Regions from separate parts of the Mus musculus genome. Here region 2 is linked to region 1. A link is a contact called in public HiChIP or PLAC-seq data. All regions are on one chromosome and are shown on one strand. Each heading gives the region's core, a stretch centred on a gene start, on an enhancer-like site or on the middle of the called end of the contact. The rest is flanking DNA. Distances are from core to core; before and after follow the strand shown.

Evidence for each region. HiChIP or PLAC-seq counts read pairs in DNA pulled down with a chosen protein or histone mark.
Region 2: an H3K4me3 HiChIP or PLAC-seq map of bone marrow-derived macrophages shows a contact between it and region 1, with 5 times the contacts expected there. The contact joins two enhancer-like sites. A contact is called at or near these places in 2 of 484 Hi-C or Micro-C datasets (the G1E-ER4 cell line and the N1E-115 cell line), 1 of 115 datasets of contacts at active chromatin or transcription factors (bone marrow-derived macrophages) and 1 of 9 other capture datasets (embryonic stem cells).

What each region holds. Positions count from the first base shown.
Region 1 is chr1:120,292,540-120,296,206 of GRCm38.p6, forward strand. No RefSeq gene overlaps it. Among named protein-coding and RNA genes, the nearest start is that of Steap3, 35 kb to the left of the region's middle. Within about 2 kb of position 1,467, at least 57 of the 459 cell types and tissues checked have an H3K27ac peak or open chromatin away from gene starts, as enhancers often do. A contact at or near this core is called in bone marrow-derived macrophages, where this site is marked.
Region 2 is chr1:120,530,832-120,534,522 of GRCm38.p6, forward strand. No RefSeq gene overlaps it. Among named protein-coding and RNA genes, the nearest start is that of Marco, 28 kb to the left of the region's middle. Within about 2 kb of position 1,485, at least 29 of the 459 cell types and tissues checked have an H3K27ac peak or open chromatin away from gene starts, as enhancers often do. A contact at or near this core is called in bone marrow-derived macrophages, where this site is marked.

The DNA of each region.
Region 1 (3,667 bases), core at 217-2,716:
TTAGTCCCTCAAGGCAAGTGACTAGAAGGCCACCCCAATGGCTATTACAGGTTACATCAGCAAGGTTACAGATCAAAGTTATTGGCTAAGCATATTGACCTTTAAATCTATTGGCTAGCAAGCATGACACGCATTTGAACTCTACCTGGGACTTTCCATATGGTCAGGTGACTATCAGTCAGTACATTCTGAGATTTTTTTTTTTAACTCTAGAATATTCCTCTGGGTGGAGAATGAAACTTGGCCTAGCCTTGTCCCTAGGCGGGAGGGCGAAGCTGTAAGGAGGGACAAAAGCCCTTTAGAGTCCCTCAACTTGAGTTCAAATCCTAGAAGAAGCAAGGGAGGAGGAGAGAACCGATTCTCACAAGCTGTCCTCTGAGTGCCAAATGCTTGCAGCTGCATGCATACTCCCACAAAATGTCTTTCTTCACCATTGGTTTAGTGGAGGTCCACTTACTTCTTGCCTGAAAACCTCTGTTGGGGGCCATCTTCCAGGATGATAGGGACGTTCTCACAGGATCCAGACCAGCAGTGCTTTGGAGCAGGCCCAACAGGAGGTCTGTTTATCTTCTCACAGTTCAGCCTTCCAGCTGAGACCCTGGGTGGGCCATTTGACTCCTATCCTTCCGTGCTGCTTTGACCTTCTTCCTCTAGCAGCTTCTGTTTGTCTGAGGCCACAGGATCAGCCACCCCACCAGGAGAGGAGAAAACAAGCATCGAGGAGGCCAAGCTGACTCTATTACAGGCTTAGAAGACTAGGCCTATATTTCTGTTTCCAAGAACTGGGCAAATCCAGGCAAGTTCAGGCCTCAGAAGCTGCCCCACCACCCAAGGCAAGGACAGTGTGTCAGTGGCAGTTTCCAGACTTTCTCAACAACAGTTTCCAGACTTCCCCAGCAACAGTTTCCAGCCCCCCCACCCCTGCCCTGCAATGATTCTGGGATGTCCTTAGTGATAGAGCCAAGATTAAGATAGAGGTCACTTACCCTTCCCCAGAATTTCCCTAATGTGCTTTAAATCAGGCCTGTGAGCTCACTTCAGTGTCTCTCCATCTTTGTAGGTGGTAGACCGACCACAGCATGCTGGACTTCTGCAGAATAAAACACTCTTTACATTTACATACTATTTGAACCTGGAATATCACTCTTAAGTGAATCATGGTCCCTTACAGCAGGTGATTGGGTGCCCCTCCCATTCTTCACATACACAGAGACAACACTACGATGGTAAATGTCACATATCACTTTAATATCATGACATCACCACAGAGAGGACCAAGCCACATGAGCCTTGGGGGGCAAACCACATCTGTTGTAGTTTGAACATGAAATGTTCCTTACACATGTCTGAATACTTGCTTGTTGGCTGGTAGTGCTGTTTGGGAAAGCTGCCAAACCTTTAGGAGGTAGAGGAAGTATGCCACTGGGGGTGGGCTTTGAAGGCTTATAGCTTGACCTCACTTCCTGTTTTTCTGCTCTCTGCTTCCTGACTGCTAGTCTGACCTCATGCTCATTCGGTTTGTTTTGCTTGTCCTGCCATAATGGACTATATTCCCCCTGAAAGTGAGGTAAAGTAAAACCCATATTCCCCATGTTGCTTTGTGTCTGATATGCTATTGTCATTGAGACAGAAAAGTAACTAAGGCAACACTCAAGCCAGGCAGTCTCCATAGGGCTTCAGTGGTAGCTTCCACTTCTGTTGCTCTGTTGTCCTCTGCTTCTTTTGAATTCCTCCATCTCTCCTTCTCTCCCTTCCCCTTCATTCAAGGCCACACACAGCTGTATGTCTGCCTCTGAAGAGTGTGAGCACTCTGTTGAGGCAGTCAGTATCCCCGAGTCCCTGTCCCCTGACAGAGATTAGGAAATGGGTGCATCCCTCCTTAAAACAAGAACAAAAAGCAAACGTTCTGTCTTTCTTTTCATTTCCCTCTCTCTCTCTCTCTCTTTCTTTCTTTCCTTTTTTTATTTTTATTTTTTTGAGGCCAGGTCTCCCACATCCTAGGCTGGCCTCAGACCTATTCTGTAGCCAAGAATGACTTTGAACTTGCATTCCTCCTATATCTCCTTCCCAATTGCTGGAATTACAGTTGTGTGTCACCATGTCCAGTTTTATAGAATGCTGGTGATCAAACCCAGGGCTATACACCTTGTAGGCAGGTGTTCTGCTGACTGGTATATGTCTCCAGCTCCTCCTTGCTTCTTTTTGTTTTAACCTAAAATAGCTTTTGTTTTGTGGGGTAAAGATGGATCAATATCACTGCCAACAGCTGTGGCTTGACTTTTTTATTTTCCAGTTAACAACCACTTTTTAAAATGTTTAGTTTTAAAAATTAATTGATCTATCTATCTATCTATCTATCTATCTACCTATCTATCACCTATCTACCTGTGTCTGTGTACTTTTGTATGTGTGAGGGCACAGGGCACATGCACATCATGCCTTGCACATGGAGGTCAGAGGACAACTTGGAGGAGAGATCTCTCCTTCTACCATCTGAGTCCTAGGATTTGAACTTAGATCCTCAGGCTTGGTGGCAAGTCCTTTCATCCACTAAGCCAGTCCTTAATTATTTCTTGGCGTCGCCTTAAAAAGCAGAATGTCTACTGCTGGGGATGTAGTTCACTGGATGGGCACTTGACCAACATGCCTGAGTCCTCCGTTCAATCCCTAGCATGGGGTTGGGGGAGCAGAAGTTGTTCCCTTTGTTCCCTCTTGTTCTTTGCCTGTCCTTGCATTCCTCGGAGAGCAGAAGCTGTCTCAGTCTTCCACCTGTGAACCTGCCTCCTTCCTGGCATCATTAAGACAGGATGGATGGCTCAGCTGCACACCCCGTGCCTCTGCAGCCACTTGATGCAGCAGAGAGCTTTGCCCTTGAAAGACAATCGTTTCAGGATGATAGAACAGTACAGGCTGAAGTCTTCCTTTTGGAGCCTTAAAAAAGGGGAGAAAAATATAAGAATGAACACATGATTAGACTTGAAGAGAAATCAGGGAGACCTCTTGGCTCATGTGTATTCAGGATTTCCAACATGGGAGTAGATGAGGGGCCTAGAGGTCAAGTTGGGGGATGCAACCTTTCCTCTTTGTAGGTATACGTGTGAAAAGAGTACACTTTCTTATCACACAAACATGGCTATTTACAACATGTACATTAAGTTCCAAGTCTACAATTAAACCAAGACATACTAACAACCCCTGATGTCGACAACATTAAAACAGTATTTTTGATGTTGTTCTTTTGAGATTTCTCTCCTGGATGACATAAATAGCACTTGTCTCTCTCTATAAATTCCCAAGAACACACCAAACTATGTTTCTATTCAAGGGTTCACCCCAGAAAACCAGCGAGTTTATTAGGCTTATTTACAGAGGTGTTGCTTACAGAAGCATGGGTGACCCCAAAGCAGTACACTGGGTCTCCCCGCAGCATGGATAATGGTTTCTCCAGAGCTGCATAACTTCATGCAGTATGCACACTATGGAGCCATTCTGGATCCCGAGGCAGACTTACATGTGAACTCTCCTCATGACGCTCTTCTGTCAGAGACTGTTAACAGTCCATCGTGGTGAACTCTTGCAAAGCAGGTATAGCTGGTTGGTCTGTGGATAATGGCGGCTGTTTTGCTTGGAGAACTGTTCTATTAGAACCAGCCATAAACAAACGAGA
Region 2 (3,691 bases), core at 235-2,734, 240 kb after region 1:
TGTATTCCATCTCCATTAAGAAAAAAAAAAACATTTTTTGCAAATGACATCTCCACATGTAAAGAGCACAACTAAAAGTAGGAAAATGGACAAAAATGCTTTTTCAGGGTAAAAAAAAAATGAGTCATAAAAGATAGGGCTTCCAGTTTTGAACATGTTGGGATACAAAGAACAAAAAGCTGGCCCAAACATCTGAGTAAAAGACGCCATTCTCATGACTGAGACGCTGGGGGTGGGGGGGAGTGAACATGTAAGAGGTCATTCTCATGACTGAGATGCTGGGCGGTGGGGTGGATAAACATGCAAGAGGCCATTCTCATGACTGAGATGCTGGAGGGGATAAACATGTAAGAGGTCATTCTCATGACTGAGACGCTGGGGGGGGGGGGATAAACATTCAAGAGGCCATTCTCATGACTGAGATGCTGGGGGGGGGAATAAACATGTAAGAGGTCATTCTCATGACTGAGAAGCTGGGGGGGGGGGATAAACATGCAAGAGGCCATTCTCATGACTGAGATGCTGGGGGCGCAGTAAACATGTAAGAGGTCATTCTCATGACTGAGATGCTGGTGTGGGGGATAAACATGCAAGAGGCCATTCTCATGACTGAGATGCTGGGGGGGAATAAACAGGTAAGAGGTCATTCTCATGACTGAGATGCTGGGGGGGGGCGGGGGTCTCTAAACCTCTTTTGATGAGCAATTTGGCCTTATGTCTAAGAAAGCATTTGTGCTATGTTTTTTGATGTGGGTACAAGGACTCTTTTGAAGCAGTGCTCACGACAAGAAGCCTGGACAAACTCTGGCCATCCCCTTAGAGGTCATAAGCAAGCATGGCCTGTTTTCCTGTGGCTCCCAATTACAGCATCATATTGTGCTGGAAATATCCCCACTGGGTCTTCCACTTTGATAATTTTTTTCTGTCTTGCCTTCACCTTTTCCCTCTGCCTCAGTCCAAGACCCTAGCCTGCGAGAAGACTGGCCTTGTCTCAGGCAGGGTCAAGGCTGGTGTAATCTGGAACAGAGAAGTGATTTTCTATTGTAGATTCTCCACCTCAGCTTGGGTCAAAATAAAATCATGGGCTTGGAAACTCCTCACTTGCATAAATAAAAATCTGCAGACTCATGGTTGGGTTTTCATATTTCAAGAGTCAAACTTTAGAAAGAACAGGGGAAGTAGGAGTGGCCTCTCATGGGGCCAGAGGACAATATCCAGGAGCCTCCTCTTCCTCGAGTTTCCCAACTTCTCAATTCTTCAGTAGCCAGCAAGAACCATCCCCGTGCAGTGTGTGTGTGTGTGTGTGTGTGTGTGTGTGTGTGTGTGTGTGTGTGTTTATGTGAGAGACAGAGAGACAGAGAAAGAGAGAGAGATAGAGAGAGAGAGAGCATTGCAATGCCTCCTGGTCTTCTCTAGGGGCTTCTACTCTGGCAAGGAGGCAGGCAACCATGCAGAGTGACTAGACAGTTCAGACAGCCTCTCCAGGGCTCAGAGCAAAGCTAGGTCCATCCATCTCCTCTGGCCTTTACTTCCAGTCATAGTGAGGTGGTCAAAGGAGATCTTCAAATTAAGATAGTAAAGGTAAGGGTGTTTGAGTCAGGGTTCAGAGTAGAGGGGTCAGCATGGGGGATAAGAGTGGGGGGAACAGAATGGGGGTTAAGGATGGGGGCAGTGAGAGGGAGGGGTCAGAGTGAGATGGTTTCACCATGACGATAAAAACGGTAGCTCTCCTCTTTAGGGATCTCCCTTGTGAGTTCCAGAGCATTAGTGGATGCTGATGGGGACTGTCCCTGAGGTTTGTGGGCACGCTGTGGCTACAGCCTGTGAGCCAGGCACATCAGCAGGAAAGATGTATGCAAACCCACCTCACAGAGGAACAGGGGCTCAGAGAGAAAGCAGAAGCTGCTGAGGCTTCAGAACTCAGCTGCTGCTCAGTCCGCAAAGCTCATCATGATGTCATGGGCCACAGAAGGCGGTGGGCAAGCCTGGTGGAACAACCAGGCCTGTCACTGTCCTCTTGAGGCAGGAGAGGAACACAGGGGAAAGTCATGGGGACACGGGAAAGGAAAAGGCCACCCTGGGCTTCACTTGCTCCTTCCTGCTGAGGAAGTCAGGGGGCTTTGGACACCGCTGATAATGTCCAAATTGCCGACTGAGACAGCACATGTTGTCCTAAAGACCTCACCACCAAAGATCATAAAACCTGTGTTTATCTGTGACCTCAAATGGCCTAGTAATGCTGAGGATCCTCTCACCCGACATCTAAGAAAACCCTTCAGAAAACCAGCTTGCAACTTTTTATAACAAGAAAATTCTTTTACTTCCCACTTCCCTCTGAGCAATGTTAAGGGTGCTTTTTATCAGGGTTAGAGCTTTAACTCGGGAGCCCTCAAACCCTATACACACCCACAGTGAGAAACAGCTCACAACTACTCATCTTTGAAAGCCTGAACCCATGCTCTCTGACTCTCTTCTGCCCCTGAACACCTTTCTTCCTATTTTTAAATATATTTTACTTAAAATAGAGTTAAATCACTCCCCTGTCCCTTTATATTCAAGAAACAGCAACTCAGGCTGGTGAGATGGCTCAGTGGGTAAAAGTGATGCATACAGCCTGACAACTTAAGTTCCATGCCTGGGATTCACCAGGTGACAGTGGGAACTGATTCCCAAAAGTTATCCTCTGTCCTCTCCATGTGCCACTGGCACACCTGTGCCTGCACTCTCACACACACAATAAACGAATGGACTCCAACACTGCTTCTCACTAGCCTGTCCTTGAATTCTTTTCCTCACAAAAGCAGGGCCCTAAGAGAAAAGGGACTCTCCCAGTACTAGTGACAGAGTTGCTGCTTTTCTGTCCCTATCTCTGCTGACACTCTTGGCTAGAAAGACACAAACTCCCCCAGGCCCTTCCCATGTTTAGGAACATTTCGACAAGATGTCCGTTCCATGCCCTGTGCACATGGTCACATTCTCCAAGGCACCATCTCCACCTTCCCGATTTCCTTTCTTGGTACATAGAGCAGGAAGCCAGCAACACCAGGTGCGGGACACGAATGATGCCAGCTGCAGGTCCTCGGCCCAGAGCCTGCATTGTCCATGATGCTGACTGAAAGTCTGTTTTAGAATGGCGTTCTTACTTCCTCATCTTTTCCGGTTTTGGATCCTTGACACCATCTGTGGTTCTGCACAAACATGCAACTATTTTGTGGAACAAGGGAAAAGACTGAGAGAGAAAAAGACCAGAGTGAAGCCAAGCAGTGACAGGGAGTTGTTGACAGCCAATGATGGTGTGGCATGTTGACACAAACTTCCTCCTTGAGTAACACCTGATGTCAGTGTGTATGTCACTCAAAGCCTTCAGGTACCCGATGTCCCTGGCTGATGCAGGCCAGGTCAGTGATTTGTCTCTTGTCTAAGTATATGACTACACCTGTATGCATGAGCACAGGTCCAGAAGAGGTGACCAGTGTCCTTGTTGGCTACTCTATACCAGTTCCCCTGAGGCAGGCTCTCTCTGTCTTTTTAGCTAGACTGGAAGCCAGAGGCCCTAGGGATTGTTCAGTGCGCTCCTTATTCTTAGTTATTGGCTTGACTAAGTCTGGAATTAACTGAAACCCGAGCAGCTGGGTAGACCTGTGAGGGGGTTTTCCTAATGAAATCATTTCAAGTAGGAAGACCCACCTTT